Regions from separate parts of the Sus scrofa genome. Here all the other regions are linked to region 2. Evidence: chromatin contacts called from public targeted proximity ligation data. All regions are on one chromosome and are shown on one strand. The core of a region is the stretch at or near the end of the contact, and the rest is flanking DNA. Distances in the headings are between cores, read along the strand shown. Region 1 overlaps BABAM2 (BRCA1-A complex subunit BRE). Region 2 overlaps BABAM2 (BRCA1-A complex subunit BRE). Region 3 holds the start of FOSL2 (FOS like 2, AP-1 transcription factor subunit).

What was found.
Region 1: a targeted proximity ligation map of skeletal muscle shows a contact between it and region 2, with 2.8 times the contacts expected there. A contact is called at or near these places in 2 of 47 Hi-C or Micro-C datasets (embryonic fibroblasts and heart right ventricle) and 1 of 2 datasets of targeted methods (skeletal muscle).
Region 3: a targeted proximity ligation map of skeletal muscle shows a contact between it and region 2, with 4 times the contacts expected there. A contact is called at or near these places in 1 of 5 promoter capture datasets (liver), 4 of 47 Hi-C or Micro-C datasets (embryonic fibroblasts, heart right ventricle, omental adipose tissue and 1 more) and 2 of 2 datasets of targeted methods (alveolar macrophages and skeletal muscle).

The regions. Positions count from the first base shown.
Region 1 is chr3:111,264,544-111,268,122 of Sscrofa11.1, forward strand. The region is part of intron 3 of BABAM2 (BRCA1-A complex subunit BRE); the gene reads right to left. Among named protein-coding and RNA genes, the nearest start is that of BABAM2, 62 kb to the right of the region's middle.
Region 2 is chr3:111,065,867-111,069,434 of Sscrofa11.1, forward strand. The region is part of intron 7 of BABAM2 (BRCA1-A complex subunit BRE); the gene reads right to left. Among named protein-coding and RNA genes, the nearest start is that of FOSL2, 220 kb to the left of the region's middle.
Region 3 is chr3:110,841,180-110,844,986 of Sscrofa11.1, forward strand. FOSL2 (FOS like 2, AP-1 transcription factor subunit) reads right to left here and starts at 1,724. Exons shown (of 4, transcript NM_001315740.1): 1 at 1,570-1,724. The coding sequence starts at 1,671.

The sequences.
Region 1 (3,579 bases), core at 463-2,962, 200 kb after region 2:
TGCGGCCCAGAAAAGACAAAAAACAAAACAAAAACAAAAACAAACTGTCATTTGAAGACTATCTCTCTCTTCCCTTCTTTAAGACTGGGACCATGTTTTTTCTCATTTGTAGTTTTCTACCATTATCCACAATTTCTCAATTCTAGTAATTATTGGGTAATCTTAGTAATTCCATTTTTCAAAAAGGCTACCACTGTAAAAGGAATATTGGCATAGCTAATTAACTCAAACAAGAATTCAGCTGAGGAGTTCCTGTCGTGGTGCAGTGGTTAACAAATCCGACTAGGAGCCATGAAGTTGCAGGTTCGATCCCTGGCCTTGCTCAGTGGGTTAAGGATCCAGCATTGCCATGAGCTGGGGTGTAGGTCGAAGACACGGCTCGGATCCCGCGTTGCTGTGGCTCTGGCGTAGGCGGGGGGCTACAGCTCTGATTGGACCGCTAGCCTGGGAATCTCCATATGCCACGGGAACGGCCCAAGAAAATGGCAAAAAGACAAAAAAAAAAAAAAAAAAAAAAGAATTCAGCTGAGCACTCCTCTCAATACCATGAAACTGTCATGCCGATGAGGAAATAAAGTTTTTTTGTTCAGGGGACAAAACCATTTTTTGAAGAGCAATGTGATGTTCCCTCGTGAATAATAAGATGCCTCTTAATGGTAATAGCTGTATAGCCACCTACCAAGGATGCTGTAAAGAAACTGCTACAATCAGTAGTGGGTTCAATGACATCAAAGAGTCTTTAGCTCTAAAAATAAAATTCGTTCACTTCAGTTAATTATTAGGATGACATAAGTTCTGACAAATCCATGTCTCTTAAGAGGAACTGTAGCAAGACTAATAGGTTGAGGGGAGAACATTCTACTTTAATTAAATTTGCTTTTGATCATGTCTCATTTCTTTCAGATTTCTTCTGTTTCATAAAATAAAACTGAGTATTTGCTATTTAAAACTTATGCTAAGGTCAACATCTTTTGATAATTTCACTTCGAAATAAATGTGGAGCCCGTTATAAAATGCAAAGGCAATTTTTTTCACTCAAAAATGCCCAAAGAGGCTAGTTAGCTATTCCTATCTGGTCCATTGTACTATCTTGAATTTTAAGTTACCTTGACTTTTAAGTTTTCTTCCCTCATCTTCCCCACATTAAAGAAAAAAACATTCAAGTGATTTTAGAAAGTTCTTCAAAACTGCTGTTGCACTTAGGATCTGTCAATTAAACAACAGATTTTATTACAGCACAAAGATATAATCAGGACAATGAAAGGTGTTTTAGGCCAGATAACCGACCTGAATCATAAAGACGTGTTGCTAGGTGAGGATCTATCAGGTAACTGAAGATCACCGGCTAACCAGTCTAAAGACACCCACAGTAAAATCAGCGTTTAAGTCTCTGCTCCGCATCTCAGAGCTGAAACTAACCCTTTATCTCTGGTAAACCTGATTAACTTCGCACCCTGTCTTCAGCAACTTTTGCTGGTGCTTTCGGCCCCCTCGGAAACAAACAAAAAGTAACCAACCATGAGTTGTTAACTCCTTGAGTGTCCAAGAGGGATCCACACAAAAGTGGAAGGTTGTCAGCTCATTTCCCAATCGGGGATTAGTCCCACTGCCCCCCGCCCTTCCTAGCTGATGTCTGATGGAAGGCACTAGCATTTGATGTTGTGCTTACTTCCTATTCAGCAACGCTGCTGCCTGTTCTTATTTCCTCCTGCGTAACTTTCTCACCACGTTGACTTGCTCTTATCTGCTCTACTGCAAAGCCAATAGTGAGTGCATGGTAAAAATACAGTACTTCTTTCCCAGCCTGTTGCAGTGGGAAAAGCATCGGGTTTGTACTCAGAAGTCTTGGATTTGGGTTCCTCACTTCCCAGTTATGTGCCCTGGTCCCTTAGACGCTCTGAATCCTCCCTTGTACGTACAGCCGGGCAACTGGCCCTCTGAAAGTTGTTGGGACATGAGCATGAGATCAGTTCAGTAAAAAATACTTTGGAAAATATGGACTGCTGCATGATTTCAAATACTTCTTTCTAATTCCTAACTGAATTATACAAAGCAAAAATTTAAAGCTGATGTGGCCACAGCTTGACACAGACGAGCAACACTCGCCAAAAAATCAGGAGAAATAACCACAGAATGCTAGATGGGGGGAAAAAGAAACCACACCAATCTTTCTTTCAGTTCTGAGTTCATTGTTCAGCAATGTGTCTTTTGCTGACTGTATCCACTGGCACAAACCAGAGCACCAGCAGCAGAAGCAAACCAACACACAAAGAACAGTCTCAGCCTGGATCCTACACTTCAGCTCCCACAAAACAGGCCTGGGAAGATCGTGCAAAAGCCCACTCACAAACTTTCAGAAACTTTGTGAAAACCAAGCACTAGCCTGTGGAATTCATGGAAAAAAAAAAAAAAACTGAATAATACTTCCTACTGTCAAATAACTCTGAAACACCCAGCAGCTGGACCAAGAAAGATGTTAAAAAAAAAAATAGTATGAAGGATCCTTTGAGTTCACACACGACAGAGTCAAACAACAAGTCTAACAATGAACAAAAGCAAGCGCCGGAATCCACAGAAGCTAAGGGGGGGGGGGGGAAGGGAGGAAATCTATGGAAATGAATGAAAATGCAGCATACTGAAAAATAAGGATGAATAAATGACAATTCTTCCAAAGTAGATACAAGAAAATGCTTTACAGGGACAAGGAATGATAAAATTTAAAAAATACAAATAAATGAAACCACTACCAAAGTCAAAACATTTACAACTGGCCAATATTCAAAGAAAATACAGAAGAAAAAAAGAAAAAGAAAGGAACAGAAACTGAACCGTTCTTTAGAGGCAACGGCATCCCATGGACGGTTTTTCTGTTTGATAATTTTAATTTAAGCTGATGATAACAAAGGACAGAGACAGTCACGCTCCAGCCAGGAAAATTACGCAAGTGTAAAAGAGCCACATCGCACAGGGTCTGTAAGAGCAAGTTATCTACATGTACTGCATGTTTCAGGGAAGGGGTGGAGAAATAAGCAAAACACAAGTCACAACATCTCAAAAGTGCCAAGGACAATCCAACACAATAGGAAAAAAAAAAAAAAAGAAATCAAGAAATAGCGGAATAATAGCATCTAACAGAGACCAACTGAAATATAGTCGATCTCTTATCACACAGGGAAATTTCATCTTGGCCATAATACATGAAGTAAAGGGCTGATAAATCATGGCTACTCTGCCATAAAAGTAGCGCTCTCTAATCCACTAGCAGTATTTCGGTGCGGCTACAGCATCTCTCTGCTCACAACGTTAATTAAAAGATGTCAACAACAAATGAACTATTTTACTAAATGGAAAATTGTCTAAAACTTGCAGGATTCCCAGACTCAAGAGTACGATAGACATGGAGCATGTAATCCTGCAGAGAAACAAACTGACTTGCATGTGGCTGGTGGCCAGACTGCTGGATGGCTGCAGAAAACAATTCTTTTATAGAAGCAGTTCCACCACTCAATTAACAACATATGCTGTCTTTAATGTGGACAAAACCCTCTGAAGCTCTGTAACCAAAACTGAAGATGCGTT
Region 2 (3,568 bases), core at 300-2,799:
ATCCTTAAGGATCCTTTGTTAAGCTACTGAAATGTCCTCTATGAAACCGTTTCACTTGTCATTGGCTCAAACAATAGAACGTTTCTCATCATTCTGGAGGCTAGAAGTCCAAAATCGAGGTGTTGGCAGGGTTGGGTTTTTTCTGAGACCTCTTTCGCGGGCTTGTAGATGGCTTTCTTCTCTGTTTCTTCCCTCTGCGTGTGTCTGTGGCCCAATTTCATCCTTTTATAAGGACACCCATCATCTGGATTAGGGCCCACACGAATAATGACCTCACTTTAATAATTAACTCTCTAAAAATCCTATTTCCAAATATGGTCACATTTTGCCAGACCAGGAGTGGGGAGAGGTTAGGGCTTCAACACATGCATTTGGCTGGACCCCCATTCAGCCCAGAACGCTGAGGATGTATTTTCTCTGCTTCAGAGCCTTTCCTGCCCCACCCCCATTTTCTATATGACATGTTGTACATTTTCAAATGCGGCGTGTAAAATGACCTTCCCAACCTGGCTGCCTATTTTTTCCAGCTCCATCTCCTGTCGCTCCTGGTTCTGTTCGCTAGACGCTGACCCCACCAAATCAATCATCACTTCCCAAACATCCTCTCTCCCCGCTCCTAGTCTCTGGATTTACTGCTCGCTGTGGAGAACACTCTCCCGTGGCAGGTATTCATTCTGTAAAGCTATTTTTGTTGCCTGAGGCAGAGCCAAGGCATCCCCCTCCTCAAAGAAGCTGGAACGCTCTGCTATTATGGCACGTATCACCCTGACTGGCAATTCAATTCTGTACGTGTCTTTTTCTACCAGTATATTGGGGATTCCTTGAAGGCGAAGCCCTTGCCTCATCACTGATTCTGCTGCACCCACTGCGGACCTGGAGCACAACAGAAGCTACAAAAAAATCTCTCTCGAGTGAAGAAAATGGATAAATAGAGGAAAATATGCACAAACCAATGAAGGAGAAAAGGGTTTAATTTCCCTTTTAATGCCTAGGATAGTGGTACGGTATTCACCAAACTTAATATGTACTTAATATATGGACTGTTGAGTAAAACACCGACTGAGCCACTGAAGAGAACTCGAAACAATACAGGGATCTGGATAAATTTACTTTAAGAAAAGTTATGAAAGCTGATCGTCTTCGGGGTAAAAAGGAAATGGATTTTAAAAAGCCTATAAACTTCAGGGAAGAAGCGCCAAGATACATGTGACAAGGCAATCTGAGCTGCACTCAGATCCAAGAACAAAGGGTTCCCGGTTTAAGCTATGGAAGGGTCTGTTCCCAAAAGCAGCTGGGCAGAATTTCCTCACGCGAACAGTTCTTAATGTATGGGAAAAAGAGAAGAGCAAAACAAAACAAGCAAAGGCAGCAAAAGGGCATAATTAGTGTAAACAGTGTTGGTTGTTTTTTTTTTTTTTTTAAATGCATTGGACCAACCCCAAGAAGAATGTTGTGGGAGAAACATCTGTTCATTCGGAACATGACAGAACCCTTGACAGGCTCTGTGGCCTGTGCGTGTCCTTATGTGCCCGAGGTTTATATTTGTGCTCCCTCTGCTCAGACAGCACTGACAGTGGCCCAGAAAGAGGCCTGTTCCAGGCCAGGACAGCCTCCCCTGCCTCCAGTTAGGGCTGCGGGGGCAGCTCTCACTCAGTTGTGTTTGACACGGCAAAAACCACGCAGAAGGGAAGAGCAAACTCCAACTGTATGTCCTCCCGGGACTGCCTTGCTCTAGTTGCACGAGTTCCCACCAGCACTGTACTTTTACTGCGTGCATGGCAGTGACTGGTCATGGAGTTCCCTGATGGCCTAGCGGTTAAGGATCCAGCATCGTCACTGCTGTGGCTCAGGTCAATGCCGAGGTGTGGGTTCAACCCCAGTCCAGGAACTTCCACTAACGTGGGTATGGCCAAAAAGGGAAGGAAAAAGAAAAGAAAAGATTTCTGAAAGTGACCAGTCACGGGATATTTAGGGGGATTCGCATTTGTTTTCCATCCCTCTGGCCCCTGGTCTCAAGATACTAAGTGTGATCAGTTGAAAGAGTCTGTTTCCTCGTGCCAGATGTGCCCCTTGTAATCAATCACCGAATCTAGGAATTTCTGGGAAGAAGAGGGGTCCATGGAAAAATTCTTCTCCCATCTCCGGGATCACCTGTTAGCTTCTGCCTCCCCAGCTGAGTAGAGGTGAGTAGAGGCGGGCCTAGCGGTGAGATGAGCTTAGAACACTCTAGCCATCTGCAGTAGGCAGTGCCCTGAGGGCAGCACCCCCAAGGGGCAGGTGACGCTGGATCGCCTCACCTTAGAGCCTTGGGCCACGTGGGTCCCTCCTGCAGCCTCTGACCCGGTTCCACCAGCCCAGCCCATCTTACCCAAGTGGCACTCTTAGGAGGACACTGTGTCATGACAGGGTCAGACTTCGCCTCACCCTTCACCTTTCTTCTGGCTGTGCTCAAAACTTCTCTCGCTCTGCCATCTGCTTTACTTCCCGTTTCTCTTTCTAAGGCCTAGGGAGCAGGCCTTTTTATTATTCTTATTTTATTCTTATTTATTTTAAAATTATTCTCCTTCACCACGGCATGAGTGCCTAAATCTGGCACGTTACTACGTCCCAGGCAGGGGAGACTGCCTTACGCTTCTTTCTTAGACCTTTGCTCTTGGCTCCGTGTTATCTACACAAGGAGTTTAAGTTGTGATATCAGTGGTGTCCTGGTCATCAGTCACATGGGATTTCTTTTCAGATCCTTTTTCTGTGACCTGCTTCAAAGTCCAGGAAAAGAGCCCCCCGCCCCACACCCCAGAGGCATGGAGCTCTCTGCAGCTCTAAAGCCTCTCAGGAGAGTCAGCTACTGATTCATACAATGCAAGAGGCCACACTGAACCGAATTATTTTGAAAGTGGCCATTTGGGGCTGTAAAGAAAACCAATTCTAAACTTTACCGGAGTCCACCTACTGAGCGGGCTGGAACAAGCACTAGAGCTCAGAGCTTCACATTCAGAAGAAGGTCATGGAGAAAGCAGAGTAGCTGCATGCAGGGAAGGCGTGTGGGGAAGAGCAAGGATTTCACCAGGGGGAAAATGCCAGAAGCCGGCCTCCGAACATCTTGTCTTTAGGGCACCCCACTCTTATCTGTCCACACATGATACAGAATGTTTTTCAATAAAGATATTTGGTACCAGTTTTGATTGTCTATAGACTTGTGATTGAAAAACCAATTTAATCTCATGGATTGGATGGTTACTCCATAGTTTAATTTTATCTGAAGGGGAAAAAAAAAAAAAAAAAGCTGACATCTAGCAGTTCAACAAGTCTTTGTCACCAGAGGCCTGTGACACAAATCTCGATATTTTATGGGAACATGTATAGCTTTTCTTCATTTGTGGCTATAATTGCTGCTGGAGAAGCCCCAACATGTAAAGGTTGATGCTTCCGAATGTGCTGAAAGATGTTGGAACTAAACCATGCAGTGACAGCTATCAAAATGTCACCAGTGCAGTGTCATATTCAGTCAAAATGCTTCAGAATGCAAATGTTCAGCTCACACTGTTCTGGCTGTGGAAGGAAGAGGATT
Region 3 (3,807 bases), core at 474-2,973, 220 kb before region 2:
AGAAACAGCAGCCAAAAGAGCAGATGAGACATCAGAAGATTCCCTTCCCATCGGAGAACGGAGATGGGGGGGGGGGGTGCTGTGGAAATGGAGACTGAGGGAATGGGTATAAATGACTCCCACCCGCTGCTTAATGATATCTGGATTCAATACAAACCACCAATGGGGCTGGAGAGCAAACAAAAATCAAACACTTTGGGACAAGACTTGAAATGCATCACCTTAGTGCTCAGTATTAGGGGTGCTCTGACCGTACCCTCAATGCACCAACCAGGTTCTCTACAGTGGGGTGCTAAAGGGGACACCGGGGCAGGTAAAAAGAAGACACAGAAAAGCCATTTTAAGGACTCACCAGGTATGGGGAACCACTTTGGAATAAGAGACCCCTCTTCAGATACCAAAGAGAGCCCCCTTTCCATTTTATTCTCCCTCAGGGTCCCTCCTCCCCAGAAGTCCACCCCAGGCCCTCCTGGTTGGCTGGCTTATAGAAGCCAAAGCCATCATCATCTTACCAGCGCAACTCGAGACAGCCAACTTGCCTAGAGACTCTGCAGATCCTGACCGAGGCGGGCTTCAGGTTCCAGCAACCTTGTTGGTTAAGCCAGCTCCCTCCCAAGAGTGGGGGTCGGGGGGTGGGGGGGAGTGGTGGCTGCAGAGGGCAGGCACCCCACGAACACCACCAACCCAGCAGCACCTTTCTGGTATTTATTCCGGTATTTATAGACACACAGATCTCAGGCAAAATCCCTCTGGTGCAAACCAGTCCGCCTGCTTTAGAAACAAGTTGTTTTCCGGCTTCCAGAACCACCCAGGAGCCTAAGCGAGGTCTCATCCACCGCCCCCACCGCCCCCCCACCGTCCCCTCTCTGCAGGCGTCCTGGCCCCAGATATTCCCAGACCCCCAAGGCGCCCCTTCTGGTCGGCTGTGCAGGCTCCTTCTGTGACCCTAACAGGAGATGGATGGGCGCGGGGGAGAAAGGCGCAGCCTGAGCCAATCAAGGCTGACCTCCTCCTTCCTGACCTTCGCACCTGATTCCCAGAGCGACAACCCTCGCCCTCGCTCCGGATTACTTGAAGGAGCCCATTTTTCCCAGTCCCCAAGTTCTTTCAGAAATGAACGAAGACCGAAGGAGAGAGGGCTTTTTCGCAGGAATAAGGTCCCTGGATGTCGGGAGGTGCCCGTGGGTGCAAAGATTTTTTTTGGAGGGGGGTCTAACCACGGGGTTCCTGCGAGAGAGGTACAGGGTCCTGGGGAAAAGGCCCTGCAATTCCAGGAGCTTGTCTGTATAGGATGTAGTGTGAAGGCGAGGGTTTGTTGGCTCTCCAGCCCACTCGCCGCTCTAGTTTAAAAAAAAAAAAAAAAAAAAAAAGTGTTGGCGGGGGATGGGGGAAGGTTAAAGGAGGTGTCAGGAGGACAAGATGAAAATCTAGAACTTACAATGGAGGCCGCAAGAATTTTCTCGCCAAATCAAGAAAGGGAAAAGAAAGGGGGGGAAAAAAGGCAGTCCTGGCGAGAGGAAGGCGGGGGGTCCACCCGCGGCGCCAGGTGCACCCGGGGCCCGCACCTACCTGCTGGCCGCCGCCGCCGCTGGAGTAGGACTCGGCGTGCGCAGGAGAGCCGCTGCTGCCCCGGGACGAGGTGTCAAAGTTCCCGGGATAATCCTGGTACATGATCCGCGGTGGGGGCCCGAGAGGAAACAGGGTGTTTTTCTTCCCCCGCCCTCGCCGCGGCCGCGCACCGGCAGCTGCGCGCTGGCTCCCTGCCGGCCGCGCCTGGGGCTCTAAGCGTCGCTCCCGGGCTTCTCCCCCTCGGCGGCGGCACTCCGAGAACAGTGCCCCCCGAGCGCCGAGCGCTGCACTTCTTTCCTGCTCTACGAGCGCCGCGGGACCAGTTGTCCACCCGGTCCCTCCCTCTAAAAAGTCCGCGCGTCCCTCGGTCCCTCCCCTGCGCGCGCCCTCCTGCCCCCGCGCGCAATCAGAGCCCAGCCGGGACCGCCGGCTCAATCAAAAATTGGAAATTAAAAAAAGAATAGGAGCCCGGCGAGTCAAGCCTGCCAGGTCTGGGGGCCCCCAATTTCAGACAGGGCAAAAAAGGAAGAAAAAAAAAAAAAGGCGAAAAGAAAGGCTGCCCGCTTGGAGAAACTTCTATTTCCTCCTTTTAGAAAAGGAGCTGAGAATAAACTTCCTGTGGCCGACTCGCCGCCGGAGTTTCGAGCGGCAGGGACACTTGATTAGGTGAAGGCAGCCCGCCCCGCGGCCCGTGGGGTTCCAGCTGAGCTGACGCGGAGAGGGACGCGGGCCCGCTCCCCTTGCGGCGGCTCCGGCGCCCGGACCTGCACCCCTTCCCCGGCGCCCGCTCCCGGACGGGCCCGCCTCGCCCGTCCGCGCCTCTCTCTCTCCCTCTCTCTGTCCCCGCCGAGCGCCGCTTGCTTGCTCGCTGGTTCGCTCGGAGCCCCAGCGCTCTGCCCGAGATGAGTCACTACAATGGCACGAGTTCAACTCCACTCTTTATTCTCCAGCCCCTGTACCTCACGTCAACCCAAGACTCCACCTTGCGGGAGGAGCGCTAGGGGAGGCGGAGGGAGAGGGCCGAGGAGGAGGAGGGGGAAGAGGAGGAAGAGGCGCGGGAGGAGGCGGGCGCAGCACTCCCCTCCCTGCCCGGGCTCCCGGCCGCGCTGACGCCAGCCGCACACCCTGCGCGAGGAAGGAAGGAGGTGGAGGGGGTGGGAGCGCTGTGAGCGCGGTTTGGGGGACCCGAGGCAGCCCGGCCCTTCCCCACCCCCGCCCACCCCCCTGGGCCCTGCGCCCTTGGTCTGTTCCACCGGCGCCTGTTGCCAAAGATGGTCATTTGCGTTAGAGGACGCGCGTGCGGGTTCCCTCGCTTTCGGGTGACGTGGAGGGAGAGGGATTCCCTCGCCGGCTCCAGAGCGCGCCACGGCCTCCCTACTTCTCCACCGCCCTGGGAAGGGGCGCGGGGCGGGGCCCCCGAGAGCGGCCACGCGGGCCCCTGCGCAGGGTTTTAGAAAATAATCACAGTCCTGAAGAGCGAGACGGGCGGTTCAGCGCGGCGCCACCGCGAGGCCGGGAGCCGGGCGCGCAGAGCCGCTCGCAGGGAGGGTGCGGCCGCGCGCGGTCGTCGGCGCCCTCCGCGGCGCCGCCCGGAGCAGCGGGCGCCCTGGGCGCGCAGGGTATCCGCGCCTCCCTGCGGCCGGGCCTTGGCCCGGCGCGGCGCCGCCGGGCGGGGCCGGCCTGCCTATTTTCCCCTCCGTGGCTGGCTGCCCACTGCTTCCCCCCTCCCTTTTTCGGCCCTGCAATTAATTTGTTAGGAGCAGCCTTGAAGACGAAATTAACCAGGCAAGACATTCCGGCCCTCTACGCTGGGCAATTAGGACGCATCTAATAGGAATGATCGTGCATTATAGGCAAACTCCGACTGTTACGAATTTGGAAAAAGAAAAAATAGGGAAGAGGGAGGTCCGGGAGAGGGTGTGCCCCGATGTTGTCTTCAGTTGTTTTGGAGCGAAGTTCAGGGAGCAGGTAGTCCTGACTCCTACGTTCTCCCACCTCGCTGGGCGGGGTGGAGCGAGGTGCGGGGTAAAGAGCACAGGCCTTGGAGTACCAACGCCAGGCTGTACTATTTACGAGCTGTGAGACTTTGGGCGAGTCCCTAACTTCTCTGGGCTTCAGCTTCTTCCCATAAAATGAAGGAGTACAATCCATGACCTTCTAAGGCCCTTGTCAGCTCTGGCACGTCAATCCTTCTGCAGAGATGATCCGGAGAAGCACTGTACCGGGAGTCAGGGAAAT